Regions from separate parts of the Gossypium hirsutum genome. Here region 2 is linked to region 1. Evidence: chromatin contacts called from public Hi-C data. All regions are on one chromosome and are shown on one strand. Each heading gives the region's core, a stretch centred on a gene start, on an enhancer-like site or on the middle of the called end of the contact. The rest is flanking DNA. Distances are from core to core; before and after follow the strand shown.

Evidence for each region. Hi-C and Micro-C count contacts between places; a contact is called where the count stands out from the background.
Region 2: a Hi-C map of leaf shows a contact between it and region 1, with 2.4 times the contacts expected there. The contact joins the promoter of LOC107961724 here to the promoter of LOC107961719 in region 1. A contact is called at or near these places in 9 of 34 Hi-C or Micro-C datasets (anther, callus and leaf).

Annotation. Positions count from the first base shown.
Region 1 is chrA06:44,795,277-44,801,302 of Gossypium_hirsutum_v2.1, reverse strand. It overlaps LOC107961719, which reads right to left and starts at 2,804. Exons shown (of 14, transcript XM_016897804.2): 1 at 2,516-2,804; 2 at 2,090-2,192; 3 at 1,726-1,972; 4 at 1,393-1,434. The coding sequence starts at 2,573.
Region 2 is chrA06:45,104,942-45,111,286 of Gossypium_hirsutum_v2.1, reverse strand. LOC107961724 (probable cyclic nucleotide-gated ion channel 14) reads left to right here and starts at 4,608. Exons shown (of 7, transcript XM_016897812.2): 1 at 4,608-5,093; 2 at 5,166-5,670. The coding sequence starts at 5,065. It overlaps LOC107961727 (serine/arginine-rich splicing factor RSZ22), which reads left to right. Exons shown (of 7, transcript XM_016897814.2): 1 at 1-139; 2 at 281-391; 3 at 550-638; 4 at 1,191-1,413; 5 at 1,499-1,612; 6 at 1,826-2,438; 7 at 2,558-3,242. The coding sequence starts at 303. The coding sequence ends at 1,862.

The sequences.
Region 1 (6,026 bases), core at 1,555-4,054:
AAGTTCTCCCAAGGGGTTATTACTCATAGGTGGCCCAAACCTTACATGACAACACTCTTTGAAGCGCCTCCAATCAAGATTTGCCTCTTCTTCTTCCATTTGATCAAACCACAATTGTGTCTCTCGTAAGGGATGGAATGAAGGTAAGCCTACTTTGTCTTCTTTGTTAGTTCATTGATTGCCAAAAAAAAATTCGCATCTTTTCAGCCACCCTAAAGGGTCTTCAACACCATCATAAGTGCGAAATTCCATCTTAGAGTATCGTGGCACCATGCACCCACCGTGTCGCGAGTCTGAGTTCCTTTTTGTGCCTTCGCTGTTGCCCTGTTCTTCATTATTTTTCTTTGAATCCCCTTTCGTTATCTTTTGGACTGAAAGAGATAATATCGCCACCTGCTCCTCTAATGCTTGTTGCCTTGTAGCCATTTGTTCCATGAAAGCCTCTAGCTTGGCTGTCAAAGTCTTTTCGTCACCCATGACAGCTGGCTCAGATACCAAGTTGTTATGTGCCTTGGCGTAAGATCTAGTCACAAGTCTAAACGAGAAAAAATTCTTGCTTTGACCTATGGTTACTCAAAAGGCAGATTCGTCTTTGACTGAACCCCCTCTCAAAATAATGTTTCTTTTTTATAAAATAATTGCTTAACTCTTTATTTCATATTGACACCCTTTTATAGATTGTTAATAACAAATGAAAGAGTCCTAATAGAATTCTTAACTTAGAGTTTATGAAGAAAATAAAAGCCTGCTATTAGTTCTTGTACTTTGCGAAAGTTGTGGATTTAGTCCCTGTACTTCAATTTGATTAATTATAGTCTTTGCACTTTTCGAATTGGTCAATTTTAGTCCATGTACTTTTTGAATTTTAAAAATTTAGTCCTAACCCAATCAATAGCAGTTAAATCTATTTGGTTAAATTTAATTAATAGTCTAGTACTATGCATAAATAGTAGATTTAGTCCATATTCTCCAATTGGATCAAATTCTATAGTTTTCGAATTTTGAAATTTTAGTCTTGATGCAAATGACAATCGTTAACCATTAACTGAATTTTTAATGCGTAATATGTGGAAATAACAAGCTGATATGACATTCACATATGATACCATGTTTGATGCATCAAATTTTGAAAATAGTAGAACTTAATGAATTTAACAGTTACCGTTTGGTGATGAGTTAAATTTTAAAATTTGAAAAGGATTGAAAATGACCAAATTAAAGTATAGGGACTAAATCCTCAACTTTCACAAAGTACAGGGCCTAATAGTAGAATTTAACTTTTTGTAAAACTTTGGTAAAGGGAAACTAGAATAAACGAAGCCCAACAAGAAACTTATTGGAACAGTTTGGAATAAATAAAGAGTACGATAAAACAAAGATAAAGGAACTTACCTTAACATAGAAAGGACCCAAGCGGATTAACATCTCACGAAACTGAAAGAATGTAAAAAATACAATAAGCTTGTAGTAACAAAAAAAATAAAATAAAATAAAATAAAAGAGGAAATAGGAACTTATGATAGTTTCAGCAAAACCATTGGCCAAATAACATGAAATTGCAACACTAAAGCATGCAAACTTCTAGTACAAAGTCAGCCAGATTATGCTAAGATTTCGATGTTTTACTCTACTCTCAAATTGGATGAATATAGATGCATGCAAGAATAATAGAACCAATTCAAGTTATTAAACAGAACATGTTTAAGAATAAAATTCATATAATACCTTCACAGCACGCTCTTTTATGTCTCGAAAAAAGAAATGCCAAATGGTCAACTTCAATACATGAAATGAAATGATTGCTGCTCTATACAAAGCCAGAAATGGGCCAAATCGGTATACAGCAGAAACGCTTGTTGAGCTGTGCGTTCCAACAGTATGCCCAAATTCACTTTCCAATGATTCTTTCCTCAGCTTTGCATACTCTGCAGAAGGCCTCTCACCATGGACACTGGCAAAACCTGTAGAAAACCTGCATAAAAAAGGATAAAAAAACAAATGTTAGAGACACTCCACATTCACCAGACCAATTTATTACATAACCCAATTCCGAGCAGCAAAATTTAGTGGTAAATATGAATGCACTTACAGTTGTTGCTGCAACAAGTATAATCGATGCCTGGTATCCATCTGAACTTCCGGAGAAACAGAATAACGCAGCATTGTTCCAACATGTCTATTATGGTTTACAGCTGCAAGCAGTATAAGTAATCAACTAATATAAACAGTAACATCCACATATACTCAAGGTCGTAAGAACATTACTAAATGAACAACCGAAGGTAAAACAAATATGACCAACAAAATATTACTTCCGGGAAGTTCCAGAAATGCCCAACTCGGTGCTATAAAAGTGCTTCACAATCCTAAAACTTAAATTATCAGGATAATACTAGCATCGAAGAAAATTAAACACAGTGCAGCAATAGGAAATCAAAGAACAATTGATATTAATGTTGATAGAATAATAAGCGGGGACGGAAAAGGAAAGACTAATAGAAAAGAAGAATGATACCAGTGGAGAGCAATGTGAGAAGGCGATGACGGTTGAGAGGAGCGAAGACATTCCTCATTGAGCGAACAGTACAAAGGCAAGCGAAAGAAGTCGAGCACCTACCTAAGCGAAAGCAGTCGTGCTCACAACTTGTTTGTGAAAATGCGTCTTTGAACGAAGCTTTTGATTGGGACCGGGCTACGAAACTTTTTCTATATTCTTTTTCTTCCGATTGCAGAAATGTTGCCACGTTATATGTCTACATGACACAGCAACCATTAACCAACCGCCAACCGCCTCATACGTATTGTTTGTTAAATGGAGAAAAAAAATTGAATGTTAAACTACTCTCTACATACCTAAATATTTACTATATTTAAAAGTTAAATTTTTTATTTTTCAAATTTAAAAATTTGCGTCTAATTATTATCATTATTAAAAAAATTCATTAAATCTTTTGGTATAAGTTTTTGAAATTAAAATAATTTATTCGGTATTTATGTAATAATAGAACTAATGTTGAAAATATTGATTAAGGTTTTAAAAAAATACACATTCATGATAAAATAATTTTTTTATATCAATAATTAACAATATTAACTATTTAGATTTACAAATAATATTATAAAAATAGATTAATTAAATTATGTTAAAATTAAAGGCCAAATTTGAAATTTGACCATTTGTCTTATAATATAAAATAAAAAAAGAAGCACAAACTTAAAAAAAACACAAAGCCACATGTTAATCTCGAAAAGCTCTCAAGGCATTTAAATTGTGTATAATTATGTAAAATTTTAATCGAAGAGTTCACAATGCAAACTATTTGGTCTAATTACTAACATTATAAGAATATAAACAACCAATTATGTTAGAAATTAAAGCATAGAGATTAAATCTCAAAACTAAACATAATAGAAGGATTAAGACTAAAATTTAACAATGTTTCTAAAATGTAAAAGAGAAAAGAAGGGAAAAGAAAAGCATCCGACATGTCATCTTTGGACCTTCCTTTTATATAATTGATAGATATTAGACACTTCTACTCTAGCCTTCAACTTCAAATTTCAATCCCATCCAATTGAACTTCAGTTAAATCAAATCTAATTTAACCATAAAAAGAATCAACAATCTGAATGAGCTCACATAATTTGTAATGACTCGAATTCAAAAAGAGTCTAACACAAAGTAATTTGATATGCAATGACCTTAGCATGAATTTAAACTCAAATCAACTGTAATTTTGGAAAAGAATCCCTCTTAGAGGTATTCATGAGCAAAGCTAGATTAGTTTCAGATCGAGTTTAAGTATAATATTAACACACTTTATACTAATTTAAGTCTAGTTCAACCTGAAATATGAGCTTAGAATTTTACCTAAACTTGTTCATACTTGTAAATGGTTAATCTAAGCCGATTTTAGGCCGCTCATATCATATTAAATTTTTGACAAATATTTATATTACTTATAATTCAAATTTAATAATTTTATATATTTTCTCATTTATTAAAATTCTATACCTAGTCAACTAATCTTTTTCTATTTATAGATTTAATTTTTTATGTGTTCTAAATTACATAACATATTACAAACATAAACCACCGAAGGGATCTACTATCACCATCACGAACTTTCGTTACCGCCACGGTTGACGTTGTTGTCATCTTTAGACTGCCACTGAGCACCATGGACCATCATTGAGTTGCCTCTGGTCACTGTCGGGCACCATCGGACTGTCGTCGGGTCGCCACCAACCATCTTCAACCATCACCAACCACTGTTAGGCCACCGCTGTCAACAACCACCGTTGGTCTTTTGCCAGTTCGTTGGGTCAAGTTTGTGTCGTCTCAATTAGTACTGGATGCATCCTGGTTCTCCGAGTTTCGCCTAAAAAATTGGTTACAGAAGACTTATGTTCATCTCAGACTCACATGAATTATTCTAAAAATTAAATAAAACCTACATGGAGATGATAGTCCACGATCTAATTACATATCCCAAAAATTATTAAAATAATAATTACAACCACTTTAATTTATAGGAATCACAATTTGGACAAAATTATTTTATCATATAAATAATAAAATAATATAAAAAATTCATTCATAAATATAATGCAAAACATGCTAATAATTATAAAAATGTCACATCTTATAAAAAATTAACCAAACATGAAGAAGAGAGAAAATTTTGGTATCAGTTTATACTATAAACATAGCACAACTTGCTTTTATACCGATTGTTGGAAAAATCTGGTTTAATAAATGGTTTTGTGTCACAGCGAAAAACTAAAATTTTAAAAATCAAGCTGGTTTGTGGTATTTATAACAATAAACTTTTCGTGAAAAGTACATGTGCTTTGTGCAAGACAGATCCTTTACGTTTTCGGCTTCCAATCGAATGGTCTTATCCGCTATTCTTCTACCATGAATCGCTTCAAGTGTAGGCTCAAACAATCACAAATCAAACATAGAATCACAAATAATTTTCTTACTTTCAGTAAGAAAGTAAATCTCTTTATCTATAAAAATCAATAGAATTGTTATTCCCGAAAAATAAAATTTATACTTAAAAATAATTTCTCACCATTTTCAAGCAAGATAACAATATCTCAAAGTTGTATATGACTTGTGTATATAGCCTTACCAGTGTTGTCTATTTATAGGGAGAAATAAAAGAATCCTAGTTGAATTAGTAAAATACATATAATACTTATCTGATAGAAAAACTAGTCTCCTAGTTCTACTAGGAAAGAGGTGATAAATGCTAAAAGTAACATGTTTTAACCCCATTCTTAACGCTTTTTTTGGTGATTATCCGATGTTAATTGTGAATTTTATACTCCTAATCCTTTAAATTCATGTTTTAATGCTTAATAGAGCAATTGGGAGCAAAAGGAGTGAAAATCAAAACGTTAGAACAAGCTAAAGGAGTTGCATGGGCTACACCTTTTCACATGGCCAAACCACACGGCCGTGTCAATTAAACGAGATTGTGTAGTAAATAGTAGAAAGTTGTGTTTTTTTAGGTTTTTCGAGCATTCTAAGACATATATATGTCAAAAATAAGAAGATGGGAGGGAGGTGCTAGAGAATACTCAAGAAAATAACTCGAAAAACATCATTTAAGACAACTTTGAAACATATTTTTGTGAAGATTGAAGATTCCCAATGTAACATGCCAAACCCGTGTCTATTGCCAGAACAGGGTTACGGAGCATTATTGGAGTTTTCAGAATATTTACAAATAATTCATGTCAACTATTTTAAAACTTTCGACTCAGATACTTTAGTTTCCAACACATATGTAAGATAAGCTTCATAACCTTTTCTAATATAGTTCTGTGCTGATATTGCTGAAATCACATTAGGTAATCCATCTAATTTATCATATCCAACATAGAGTAACTCACCACTCTAACATTTCAATATAATTTATTTCTGTTTACAATTCACCACTGCATCATGTTAGGTTAGCTAGTCCATTCCCAAAATCACATCAAATTCATCAAATGACAATAACATCAAATCA
Region 2 (6,345 bases), core at 3,359-5,858, 310 kb before region 1:
TCTAAACTCTATTAAGAGTTTTTCTTTTTTAATTTCGATGTTCATAACTCTTTCTTCTTTTTCTAAAAAATCAAAATACCTAATTTCCCCCGCTTGCTACTGCTAGGGTTTCTTTCTCTTCTCTCTCGCAACTCACCAGGTTTAACTTTTAGATCTCTCTTTTACGGTCAATTTTGGCAGTTTATTTTTACATCTATTTCATTGTTAGGTTTTACAATTGTTTTTTCGGGATTTTGGCATTGAAGTCAGACTTGAAATAACGTGAAATTTATTTTGATAGGTTTCTTTGGAGAAAAAAGGAAATGTCTCGAGTTTACGTGGGTAACCTTGACCCACGAGTTTCGGAGCGAGATCTTGAAGACGAGTTTCGTGTCTTTGGAGTTATTCGAAGGTAGAATAATATTGTTGTACCTCTCTTTTCTTTTTATCTTCTTTTTTACTGCTACATTTTGAACAACAATTGTTTGTAATATGCACCTTTCCAGCACGATTTTTCTGTCATAATTCCATCCAATTTCGTCTTTCTGATTTGATATATATATATTGCAGTGTGTGGGTTGCTAGAAGGCCACCAGGTTACGCTTTCATTGACTTTGATGATCACAGAGACGCCGAGGATGCAATTCGTGAATTAGATGGTATTCCAACCAGATTTCCTCATTTCTGATTATGACACTAATTGCATCCTAAATTTTCCGTCTTGTTAGTTGTGGGTTTATTTTTTTTTTTTGGAAACAAATTATGCCAACCTAGTTTTTATTTTTCTAAGTATTCCTCCGTGGTTAGGAGCTAATTCGTTGTTATTGATCTGCTCCTTTATGAATAAGAAAGATTAGTGATGAAAGTCATAATTTGATTAGTCGCATAATTCTTTAGATTTGGATTTTTTTATGAAGAATGTGCCTTTAACAGCGTTTAACCTTCATGTCTATTTGTGGAGGAAGTTTATGTGATCTGTTAGACCAGAATTAAGCTGCCCATGTGGTTGTGTTATGTTTGACATTTCTCCAGTTTAGTTTTATATATTAATTCAAAATTCTGTAAAACTTGTTGGTAGTTTTATCTCATTCATCCATCCAGTTGCTAGTTTCTGATTTTCGTTTTCTTAATGGCATCTTTTAACAAGCATACGGTTATCATTTGAGATTCACATCCTATACTAGTTTTATAAGTCACATATTTGGATTTAGGCAAGAATGGCTGGAGAGTTGAGCTTTCTCATAATTCTAGAGGCAGAGGTGGACGTGGAGGCGGAGGTGGAGGTGGTCGGGGACGGTCGGGTGGTTCTGATTTGAAGTGCTACGAGTGTGGTGAGGCCGGTCATTTTGCTCGAGAATGTCGTACACGTGGTGGTTCTGGAAGACGTCGCAGCCGCAGCCCTAGATATCGTAGGAGCCCAAGCTATGGGCGCAGGTAAGGCCTCCTAAGCAAAACATTGCCTTCTACTCATGATTGATTGAAGTTTTACAATCGAATGACACTTTTTAATTCCAAACAGAAGTTACAGTCCTCGTGGACGATCCCCTAGGCGTCGCAGTCCCTCTCCTCGTGGGCGTAGCTACAGCAGGTCTCCACCATACCGTGGTCGTGAGGAATTGCCATATGCTAATGGGTGAACTTCCTTGAACTTTATGCTAGTAGCTGGAAAGGCTTTTTTTAAAGTTGTCTTTTTGATCAATAATGAGCAAGTGTATCAAACTAGTTAAATTTTGGTTACGCATCTGATTTGATCACGCTCACAGCTTTGTTCATCCTAGTTTAATTTTTTGTTGTACTGTTTGGATTATGATATGTGCATGAAAGATTGCTACTGAATTTGGTGTAGAAATGGTGCAAGGGAACGCCGACGGAGCAGGAGTTAAGTGCTGCAAGGATGTAACTCTTATGTGAAGGGACTGATTAAGTTTGTTTAGTTTGTTGACTTCAGTGCTACTGTTTTAATTGGGCAACGCCCGCAGCATCTTGGATTTGGTTAAGTTACTTTCTGTTTTTCCTTATTTCTATGATGGTTTTATTTGCTTTATCTATGCTAAGTACTTTTTTATGCGTAGGGGGGGAAACTTAAAATGACCTCTATAATTTTATTGAGAAATCATTAAAGAAATTCTGCTAAAAAGTTCATGCTTTTCTTTTGTGTTGAGGTGTCTTCTGGGTCTGCCTCGTTACTTTTCTGCTTCTACACGTCTGGGATTTGCTTCTTTGCTGCCCGTCTATGGGATCTTCAATATTTGATCATTGTGGGTCCCATTTGTCATCATCTGTAGTTGCTACTGTTTGAATGAATCTCTCCTGCTGTGATGAACCTTCGTCAAACTCTAGTGGCTTTACTTACTTTATCTTAAAAGGATTGAGGGAGCTGCCTCAAACGCTGCTTCTGGCAGGTACTATATCTGTTCTACAGAAGTTGATGTTTTAGGGTCCTTACAAGAGTGGGATTGGTAATTTACAGACCTTATTTTTTGTGCAAACTTTTTAGAAAACATGACGGTAAAATATTTTGAAAGATGCAAGGATATTTTGCTTACTGTTTTTCTTCAACATGTTTGTGGTCATTCAGCTGACAAGCAAGAATAAATTTGGAGTCTTCTACTTCTGTTGGGTTGGAAAGTTGGGAAGCTGTACTCACTTTTCTTCCTAGTGTCTGCATCTAGTTCCAGATGATTATGCTTGACAAAAAGTGTGTGCTTGATATTTTTCTTTCGAATATTTTGAGTTTTTTGCGTGTCTTTGGCGGTACATAAATTCGGGAGCGTTCTGGGATGGTTGACTCTTAGTTGCAGAACTTGATGATCTCGAACAAAGTCACAATATCCTCACAAGTTAATCATGATTCGCCGACCTTGCTATATATCTTTGGGTCCCTTGGTAGGCTGCAAAACAAGCATAGGTGAAGTGACTGGCCTGTTATCTTTGGTGTGACTGGATGATATTTAACCTACCAAAATAGGTTGGTTTCTTGTCTAGCTGTTTACCATCTTTGAATAGGAAGACTAATCATCATTTGGCGTCATGAATTTTTTTTGCTGTATACGAGATGCTAATGTTGCTCAAATGTCCCAATCATGTTTTTGGCCCTCTGGTTAACTCTGAAACAAGACTTAGGGACAAAGTTTTCATGTCAGATATTTAAGAGTGAGGTCATGTTAGATTGGGTGTTGTTTTGTTTTATAAACAGTTGGAATGATAAAAAGTCCAACAAATTCATTGTTCATGAGTTTAATTTAATTTCTGAAATTATTGTATGCAATGTTGCAATGCAAGTCAGATAGATGCACTTCCATTTGTTCCCGGTGATTAAGTTTTTTCTATGCATGGTTAGAAGTATGACTGCTGCTATGTTCATGGTGAACCAATTTATAATTTAAAATCTCCATAGAACATATTCTCTATTGTGTGATTTGCTTGAATTTTTGGTTTGTTGGAAGAAATATGAACGTAGTGTGTTTGTATGTGTGTCAGCCTCCATTATGGATACTGAATTTGGTCCATCTATGATATTTATATGTATATTGGTACACCGGTGATTACGGTTTTTTATTTTACATCTGACAAGTGGCTTAATTGATAATTTGAAAAGTGATTTAGAAAAAAGGGTAATGATTTGGTTTCAAAGTATCCTTTTGATGTCAATTTTTTGTTTGTCAGATGAGATTAGGGTGTACCAGCTGTCCAAGATTTTTGACTTATTTTTCATGGCGATATCTGTAAACATTATTAAATTTTAGTTACAGTGGTTTGTGAAGCCTGAAAAGGTATTGAAAGAAATTAAATTTGAAGGGTTTTTCGTTTTAAAAGAAGAAATTGAATAGTTGTTGATATTAGAAGTAAGCCCTTCCCAATAAAAAATTAACTAATTGCTGCATAGCCAGCTGTTTGAAAGAAAAAAATATTCTTTAGAACTTTGTTATCACTAATTATCAATTGTAGTCCTTTTAATCTGATGTCATTTAAACTGGTTAATAGCATTATGAATTTTTTTTAAAAAAAAATATGTAAATTAAAACAAAAAATTTAATCTCAACTTTTAATTGGTGAGACTTACCACTGAAAACGCCTGAATTATTTGAGTTTTTTAAGTTGTCCTTTTTAATTTTTTTATTCCTTTTGGAGAAACGAGTTCTGTTTTATTTTTTTTTAGATATTAAAAAAATAAAATTTCAAGTAAATAAAAAATAATTAATATCTTTTAAATGAACTTTTAGATAAATTTTAATGTTTTAAAATTAAAATTAAAATTAAAATTAAAATAGCATTTAGATTTGAATTAGGTGAGGTAAAAGTATGAACATGAAATTAGGAGGGAATCTAAAATAGTGGTAGACTTCTACGGCTCCATCACTGCCGATGTGGCAAGGACCACTCAACTGTGGGATCTAAACGTCCAATAAAGAATCGGGATCCCGCCTGTTTTTATTACAAACACAAAACAGAGAGCCGGCAACAACCCTGTCATCAAAATTGTTATTAAATTTTCAATTATCTTCCAATTATCAATAATATAAAAAATGGTTTTACTAAATGTTGGGTATAATAATAAATTAAATTATTATATAAACAATCGAAGGGAATCAATGAAAATATAAATATTGTTTGATCGCCTCCAATCTCCAAAGTCAATGGTATTTCGTGTGTTTTTTCACATTGAATCCTCTTTTTAATTTCTCCCAACAACACAAACTAGTTAAAAAAAAAAAACACTCTGAGCTGTTCTTCCTTCATTTTGCTTTCACTAGTATTTCTTTATTGAAATTCCTAGTTTTGGGATTTGCTTTCCTTTTTTCCTCTCTTTCTTCTCTTTCAGTCCTCCAAAAATCTTGCATCCGATTACGTCAATATCCTTCTTCCTCTCTTCTTTTCATTTGCAAAAAGAAAACGACCTTTTTGTTGGTATTTTCACTATGTTGGTCGATACGAGGAGGCAATGAAAGATCTATCTTGTTTACTTCTTTTTTTCTAAGCACTTCCACTTCCTTTATGATGGATTTTCAATATAATTTTTGTTGCAGTAAAGCTGCACCCATTTCTCTGCACACTTTACTTTTATGACCAATTTCACAAAAAAGGATGGAGTTCAAAACAGAGAAGCTAGTGAGGTAATCTTAGCAACCCACCTCTCCTCATTTTTCTTCAAATTTCCATTGATGGATCCTTTTTCGAATTCTCAGGTTCAACAACAATGGCACAGCACGTACGGAGAAGCCGCCACTGCCCGTATTCAAAGCAACCGTCCCTTTATTGAAAACCGAAGGAGTTTCCAAATATGGAAAGTCAAAGGTTCTTTTTCCAGAGGATCACGAGCCATGGAGGGAAAGGATTCTAGATCCTGGTACTGAAATTTACTTGCAGTGGAACAGGATTTTTCTCTTTTGGTGCTTAGTGGCTCTCTTCGTCGACCCATTGTTTTTCTACCTGCCTTCATTGATAAAAAAAGACACCACCTCTTGTTTGGAAACTGATTTGAATCTGGGAATCGTTGTAACTTGTTTCCGTACACTTGCCGATGCATTTTACGTGTTGCATATATTCATCAAGTTCCGAACGGCTTATGTGTCGCCTACCTCAAGGGTATTTGGTAGGGGTGAACTTGTTACTCACCCAGATTTGATTGCTAAAAGGTATTTGAGATCGGATTTCTTCATAGATCTTGTGGCTGCTCTACCTCTTCCTCAGGTACTTCATTCTGTAAATGTCCCTATTTAATCAAATGAAGGGCCTTTTTTGAATTGTTTAATTTGCAAGTGATGTTGATGGCGTTTTTGGTAGCTGAGACTGATGTAAATGCTGCAAGCAACCACTGGAATCTAGATATGTTTTTATGCGGTTGTTGAGAGAATGCTGATTTCTTTCGGGGAGGTCTTTTAACTGTCATGTGTTGAAAGTCGAAACATCCTTCAATTGGCCAGTATTATTTACGTCGGGGGATTTTATCTCTCAACTCTGAGAACCTAAGTGCCTAAAGACGGCGAGGTCAAACAGAGCGAGAGATTTTCGTCAGGTGGCTAAGAAGGTAGACCATGTATGTGTGCAAGTAGGTCCAGTGGTTGTGTTGTTATCCAACAATGCCTTATAGGGAACCTTAACCCTTCCAACCTTTAACCCTTCCAAGTGCAAATTTTGAGATTTCTATGGTGGTGACCATGTCACAAGCATCCAACGAGTCATTTCCGCTTTATTGAACCCACAATATTTTTCGGGTAGCTTTTTAAGGCACACGGTCTCTCATAGAGTTAGGGGATCAATACCAATCCACTAAAAGATCTGTCGATTCTCAATACACAATACTTTAAAATTTTCTCTCAAATAGATCTCCTTTCTAATAATTTTCTTTCACAAGGTTCAATATTT